Regions from separate parts of the Mus musculus genome. Here region 2 is linked to region 1. A link is a contact called in public Hi-C data. All regions are on one chromosome and are shown on one strand. The core of a region is the stretch at or near the end of the contact, and the rest is flanking DNA. Distances in the headings are between cores, read along the strand shown. Region 1 holds the start of 1700119H24Rik (RIKEN cDNA 1700119H24 gene). Region 2 overlaps Mylk (myosin, light polypeptide kinase).

The links. Hi-C and Micro-C count contacts between places; a contact is called where the count stands out from the background.
Region 2: a contact with region 1 is called in a Hi-C map of liver, with 2.8 times the contacts expected there. The contact joins the enhancer-like site here to the promoter of 1700119H24Rik in region 1. A contact is called at or near these places in 2 of 39 promoter capture datasets (the C10 cell line and liver), 4 of 15 datasets of contacts at CTCF or cohesin (the NIH/3T3 cell line, embryonic stem cells and stem cell-derived epiblast-like cells), 48 of 484 Hi-C or Micro-C datasets (the AML12 cell line, B cells, the C2C12 cell line and 24 more), 11 of 115 datasets of contacts at active chromatin or transcription factors (the HPC-7 cell line, the NIH/3T3 cell line, a colorectal cancer cell line and 8 more) and 2 of 9 other capture datasets (adipose tissue and liver).

What each region holds. Positions count from the first base shown.
Region 1 is chr16:34,937,019-34,940,703 of GRCm38.p6, reverse strand. It overlaps 1700119H24Rik (RIKEN cDNA 1700119H24 gene), which reads left to right and starts at 1,375. Exons shown (of 3, transcript NR_040536.2): 1 at 1,375-1,536. It overlaps Mylk (myosin, light polypeptide kinase), which reads right to left. Exons shown (of 32, transcript NM_139300.3): 18 at 1,692-1,778.
Region 2 is chr16:34,971,173-34,974,465 of GRCm38.p6, reverse strand. It overlaps Mylk (myosin, light polypeptide kinase), which reads right to left. Exons shown (of 32, transcript NM_139300.3): 23 at 3,192-3,224; 24 at 2,999-3,092; 25 at 2,444-2,647. Among named protein-coding and RNA genes, the nearest start is that of E130310I04Rik, 14 kb to the right of the region's middle. Within about 2 kb of position 1,850, at least 8 of the 459 cell types and tissues checked have an H3K27ac peak or open chromatin away from gene starts, as enhancers often do. A contact at or near this core is called in liver, where this site is marked.

The sequences.
Region 1 (3,685 bases), core at 126-2,625:
GTTTAATTGGTCTGGGGGCAGCCTGGGCGGGGTGGTTTCCATGTTCTCCAGGTGAATCTAATCCCCAGCTATAGCTGCCAGTAGGATGAGGACAACTTGGCTGGGGTTTTCCAAGGACTCTGCTCTGCGGGGCAAAGTGCCCAGAGCTGGTCTGCTTTGTCTCCCAGCCTCATGGCACTTGTTTTTCTCCCACAGTTCTGCTCTGACCCTGCCTCACCTTCCTTGGGACCGCACAGACCTAAAGGATGTTCCAGACCTGAAGACGGGAGGTGGCTGGACCTCTGTCCCTGTCAGGTGAGCAGCCTCATCACTGAGCAAGTCACAACATCTCCCCTCTCATGGTCTCCCATAGGTAGCACAGCAAGGCCCAGGCAACAGTTCTGGAGAGTAACACTACTAACTCACTCCTCCTGGGTCCCTACGGCTGTGCCTGGGCTCTTAACAGCTTATTAAAGTCTGCTCTGAGCAGTCGTGGCTCCTTTGCTGTCTGAGTGGGTCTCACTTTGTGTAAACATCTAGGAGAAATTATAAATCCACTTTGGCTACCCCTCCATGAAGGCTGAGGACTTCTGACCTCAGGCTGATGAGCTGTGTTCCAAGAGTTCAGCACCAGCAAGGCAAAAGCACTGCTTTTACAAAGAAAAGAATAAAGCAGCCATAAACCACTGTCTGATAACTAAAGGGAAGCGCTCTTCCGAACAGTGAGACCCATCACTGTCCTCCACTAGCAGAAGCGAGAGCTTCTCTTCTGATGTTGATGTTGTTGTTTAGTTGGTTTTTCTTAATCTTACTTTTTTTGAGTCTCACTCTGAATCTCAGATTAGCGTAGAACTCACTATGTAGCCGAGGCTGGCCTCCCCTTAGCTTCTCAAATATTGGGATTGCAAGCGTGCCTCACGCCTGGCTTTCTGTTAAAAAAAGTTTATTTTAAAACTTAGAGTGTTCTGGGGATGTCCAAGCAACTCTGTGCCCTATAAAAACTGGGAATGTCAGAAAGTAGTTCGGCTAATAAAATCGCACTAGTAATTACAGCAGAAGGCAGGGCTGTATTACGGCCTTTGAGAGCTTTAGGTGTCTATCTATTATATAATTTTATTTGATAGGTATTATAGTTTGATTATGTAGGCTATATTTTATAACTGCTCCATGGAGCTCCCCAGAGCGCAGTGAGGAGCTCTGTGTGGCATAGCTGTGAGGGAGCACAGCAGAACATGGAGAGAGGTGGCAGTCAGGGTGCACAGGGGACAGCACCTGTGCATACACAATAGATGAGAGGCTCACTTGTGGGAGTCTGTGGGCACTGAGGACCTTTGGACATTCCCGATGATGTCATAAGGGCAGAGTAACAATTTAGGAAGGCTCCCTTGACAGGACAGAATCAACTTAAAGAAGAAGGACAGTCCCCACAGGGGTTTAAGTGCCAACCGAAAGTGACGTGGGAGGTGGAAAGGGCTGTGGTCAGGAAGATGAAGACCACGGGTAACATACGCAGGCTGTGGATGGGGTGAAGAGAGACTGGCAGGGGTTTGAGGAAAGGTAATTTGGCTTAGTAGTCAGGGGGACATAGGGCACTCAGGGAGATGGGCAGAAGCTTGTCCCCAAGGAGTTCAGGACAGAGCTGGTGACCAGGAAGCTGGGACTCTGCCACCACTCCTGCCTTTGTATGGTAAAGCCCAGCGCGCAGCACTTACTCTCTGTTCCTAGCACAGGGGGAAGAGAGCTCTTGGGTCTCCGGGATTTCATCTCCGGGGCCTTGGTGTTCTCACTGGTCTGAGCATCTGGAACAAAAAAAAGGAACACAAACATCAGTGAGTGGCTATCTGAGGAGCTGAGTAGGGGAGGCCCTCAGTCAGAACCCTACCTTGACCCTAGCTGGCCCACCCACCCCTACGTTCCACCCAGAGGCCCTCTGTGCCCGCCAAGTGGCGCCTGCAGTGGGCCCTTCCTCCAGGGGAGTACCAAAGAAGGAGAGCCTGCTGGATGGACCTGATAAATCAGGTGGCTAGAACAGTCGCTGGCAGGATGGATGGCCAGGCCAGGGAGCTAGTGACTGCTCCCAACTGCAGCCCCAGACACTGCCAGGACTAAGGCCACTTAGCAGGGCCTAGGCTCTCAATTCCCTTTGCCCACACTGGGCTTTGATTCTCTCCTTTAAATGTTCTACATTCCAAAGGCTCTCTGCAAAGGTAAAGGCCTCACACAGAGGGAGGAGAAGACTGGGCCCTCTGGACCTCTGGACTCATGGACTGAACGGTGTTTATGGCCTTAGATTTCTAAGGCTTGCCTTTGCACTGGGTCAGGCCTAGCCAATTGAGGGCTTCAGAGTCAGCCACTGGCATAGTCTCTCTGAGACGGAGGCTGGGACTCAGTCAGGGGCTTTTGGGGTACCTCCTCAAGGCAGGCCTATGAATTCCTGCAGTGGCCACTGCTTGATGCTGGCAGCAAGTTCCTTCTTCCATGTTACAGTAGAGCTCAGAAAATGCTGGGGGTGGGTACAATACTAGGGGGGTGGTCTCTTGTGGATAAAGGAGAATGGCACTGCAGGCTGGGTGGAACTGAACAGAAAACCCCTGAGTACCAATGAGACTGGACTTTCAACTGGGGGAGGGTCTCTTGTGGACAAAGGAGAATGGCACTGCAGGCTGGGTGGAACTGAACAGAAAACCCCTGAGTACCAATGAGACTGGACTTTCAAACGTTGTGGGAAAACCACTCAGGACTTAGATAAGAAGCTGCTGGCTGAATGACAATCACCGGGCAGTGTTTTTACTACTCTTTGGGGGAGAGGATGGAAGGCACCTCCCCCTAAGCCCCTTCCTGTCCTCATCCTTCATTTCCGCTCTGGAGGAGGAAGTTCAGAGGGAGGAGGGGATTTTCCAGCCAGGGCTCTGGCCACATTCCTGTGGCTTGGCTGAGGAAGGGCTAACAGACTGTCCTTGCTTCCAGGATGGGCAGCCTCAGCTGGTCTTGGCTAGACTGGGCTCCCTGTGAGGAGTGGTACTGCACCCATCAATGGCAGGGGTTGGAGACATGCACTTTACCCGCTTCCCTGGTTACACTTATTCTAGATGACATCTGTGCTCTGTCCACAGGGCCCCTTCTACTTAAGTCTTATTTTTGAAGCTTGTCACCAGCTAGGCTTCCTCCAGGATATCCCTGTACTCTTTATGAGCTGGGTAATCCATGGACAGAGACTGCTGTGGGCACAGCTGGCTCAGCTGGGTGGCAGCTGAGGAATATTAAGGTCAATTCCCTGTTGAAGATGACCCAAAGCCACACACACACACACACACACACAGATACACGCACACACACACACACAGATACACACACACACACAGATACACAGACACACACACACAGATACACACACACAGACACACAGACACACACACAGACACACACACGCAGATACACACACACACAGACACACACACACACACAGACACACACACAGACACACACACACACACAGACACACACACAGAGACACACACAGAGACATACACACACACACAGATACACACACACACAGACACACACACAGATACACACACACACAGATACACACACACACACACACACATACACACACAGAGGAATGATTCTGTTTGGGCTTAATGAGGACTTTCCAGCAGTATATGAAGATGGGGTGAGGGGTAAAGGAAGGGAGGCAGAAGTGATC
Region 2 (3,293 bases), core at 601-3,100, 33 kb before region 1:
GAGAGGACAATGCTATCCAGGGCTTGGTACCTAGTCTCTACTCTTTGCCTCTTGGCAGCCAGCTGGATGCTCTTTTATAAATGTTGCTAACAGTAGAGCAAAGATGACATCAGTCACCGGTATCCAGTTGAAACTTCATATCTTCTCCAGGGCTCAGGGACCCATCACCACTTGGACAGTCCCAAGCACTTCCAAAAAGAGAAGCCCAAGCCCAGGCAGTAGCCAGAAGGGCCCTTGCTCCTGTACGACTGGGGCCTGTCCAGAAACCAAAAGTCAGACAGGCTGCAGACGTATTCTTCCTTATTTCCTACATATCTGAGGCTGGGACTCTGGAATACATTTAATTTCTCTCAACTGGCCTGCTGACCGTCAACCTTTTCTTTGCTTGTGGCTATATGTTGGACTAGGTTGGAAGGGAAGAGCCCTGGTTCAGTTCCTATCACAGGGCAATCTTAATCCTCACCTCAATAGAGGCCGATCTGGCATCTATGCTTGTGAGACTCGCTCTGTCCGTGGGGGAGGAGTGGGGTGTGGGGATGGAAGCCAGACCAGCTGAAACCTCCTTACATTTCTCTGCCTTTTTTCCACCCAGCTTGCCAAGTCCCAATTCCAAGCTAAGTATGGTATTCTGCCCACTGGTGCTGCAGACTGCCCTTACCCAGGTTTGCCTGCCTCCTGCCACCCCTCCGCCCCTCTGCTGTGAACTTGCCTAAGGTTTAACTTCTAAAGATAAGACTTTTCTCCATGTCCTCACGTACCCACACTGTACAAACTAAGCAATCCACTCTAAAACAAATAGGAATTCTCAGTCCACAAAGACTTGGAGAGCCGTGACAGAGTCACAGGCAGGGAGGTAATATTCCTAAAAGTGGGTGGTGGTGAACCTGACCAAAAAATACTGATGAAGATATTCTCTGAGTCGTTTATGATTCTAAGGAAAGTAGAATTCTACAGCCAAGTGGGAGCCTTGATATTATTTAATCTAAATACCCTTTGGCTGGTAGGACCTAACAATTAAAAATAAAAAATCTCATTTCAGTAGTCAGAGAGCTTGAAGGCTGGCTTTCTGAGAATTAGAAAGGACTTGATCCACAGCAGCTACGTAGATGCTAAAATGCTCCAGGGCTACTTTTAAGTGGAAAACAAACCAGAATACAGGGAAAAGTCAACCCATCACTCTTTTAATAGCAGTCTATGGCCGAGCACTGAGCCTCACAGAACAATTCTACCTAATCCCACAGCATCCACTGTGTGTGTGTGAGAGAGAAGAGAGAGAGAGAGAGAGAGAGAGAGAGAGAGAGACAGAGAGAGAGAGAGAGACAGAGAGACAGAGAGAAGAGAGAGAGAGAGAGAGAGAGACAGAGAGAGAGAGAGAGACAGAGAGACAGAGAGAGAGAGAGAGAGAGGGAGAGAGAGAGAGAACAGGCTGTTCACAGTGAAACTAAGGATTGTCAGAGCTGATTAACTTATTCAAGGTCACATCATGTGGGGTGCGGCTGGGATCTGCGTAAGGTTAACTGACTCTGATCTGCACTTTCAACCGTTTTTGTCTGTCCCAAGAGCGCTTTCTGAGAGGAACATGCCTAATGTCACTGTGAGGGGGGGTGAGAAGAGGCAGCCATCGGGCCTGGCCCCTCCTGCGCAAGAGCGCCAGCCAGAGTAGAAAGCTTCTCTTCTCCAAAGAACTGATTCTGAAGCTCAGGATGTGCAGCCTGAGGATACCTTGAAAATCCTCAAATGAACGTGCCCTTTCACCTTGTGAACTTTCATTTCTGGGACGGAGGCCATGGGTGTGCACAGGCGTCATGGAAAATACACATGCACAAGGTGGCAAGCAATGCTCGCAAAAGCGAAAGAGGCATGAAACCACCCGGTCTCTTATCAAACGCAGATGGCTCAAATGCACACCGTGGTGTATGTAACCTGAGGTCCCTCGGAGTTCAGAGGACCCAAGGCTTGTGATATCAGCTTACTGAAAACTACCCAGTGCTGGACACTGAGTTCAAGGCACACATTGTGATAAATTCCAGGACAGTAAAAATGCAGATGTTATATCTCTGCTTGCATTTTTATAAAGAACTTTGGAAGAATATAAGAAACGCCCCCCCCCCCCCCCATGATTTGCCTCTAGTAGTGTAGAAACAGGAAAGATGAATGAATGGATGGGAGTAAGACCATTTTCTGTTTTCTTATCATTTTTAGTGTGAATTTATATGTTAAAAAGATAAGATTAGACAAGAAGTCAGGAGGACAGTGGGTACAGGGGTCCCAAGGCTAGCAGACTGCTGCTCAGTGGGTCAGGGCCAGTTCTGGTTCCCACTGATCAGCCATGGTCCTGGTGACAGTGAGTATCTTGCCCATCACACCTTGTGTGGCAGAGGTGGCTGGGTTGGGACAGTGGGAAGGACACAGGAAGAGGTTCTCAGACTACGGTGCCACTCACATCTCCAGAACCATGACAATGTTGGCCTTTTCTTCGAAGGCATCCACACACTGGACCAGCTTGGGGTGGTGGAGGCAGTTCATGATGCTGATCTCCTGACGGATGTTGTCTTTCTCCTTGGCGGAATAGGCCTTGAAAAATTTCCCTGCCCAGATTTTTCCAGTTTTCTTTTCCACAAGTCGGAAGACTTGTCCAAACTTCCCACTGTCAATGAAACAGAGAAGGAGAGCCAAGCTGAGCTACTTTGGACCCTGTGCAAGGGATGCTAAAGACTTGATTCAAACCCCGTCCTTCCGTTTGGTGCTGTGCTGTGAGCAGAGACATAGGGGGCCTCACCTAAGGCTCCTACAGAGCTGGGTCTGTACAGAGCCACAGGAGCAGCTCCAGAGAAGGCCCCTGGTGAGGCATGAGCCTGTGAGTCATTCCCTCCCCATCTGGAGACTCTTGGTTTTGGAAGAAGCGGTGTCTGAGAGAACACAGGAAGAGGTGCTGGGATGAACTGCGGGTCCTGTACCTGTACCCTGGGGCCCAGAGGCAGTTATAAACTCCACTTACGATCCTAGTCGCTCTTCAATGTCATACACATCAGACACTTTCTGTTCAGTGTTAACAGTCACCGTCCGGTAATCAACCTCAGGTTCCTTTTCGTCTGTGGGGCACAGGTCAGGGTGGGTGTGAGCCATGAGATTCCCCCTTCCCAGCCCCTTCATCCCAAGATCCTGTCCCAAAGACAGCCGGCCTCACTCACCATCATCGGACACTTCCACTTCATCCTTTGGCTCTGGAGGAGACAAGGAGGTTCAGAAAGAACATGGTGATTAGTACTGAAGGCTACCCAGAGCAAGGCATG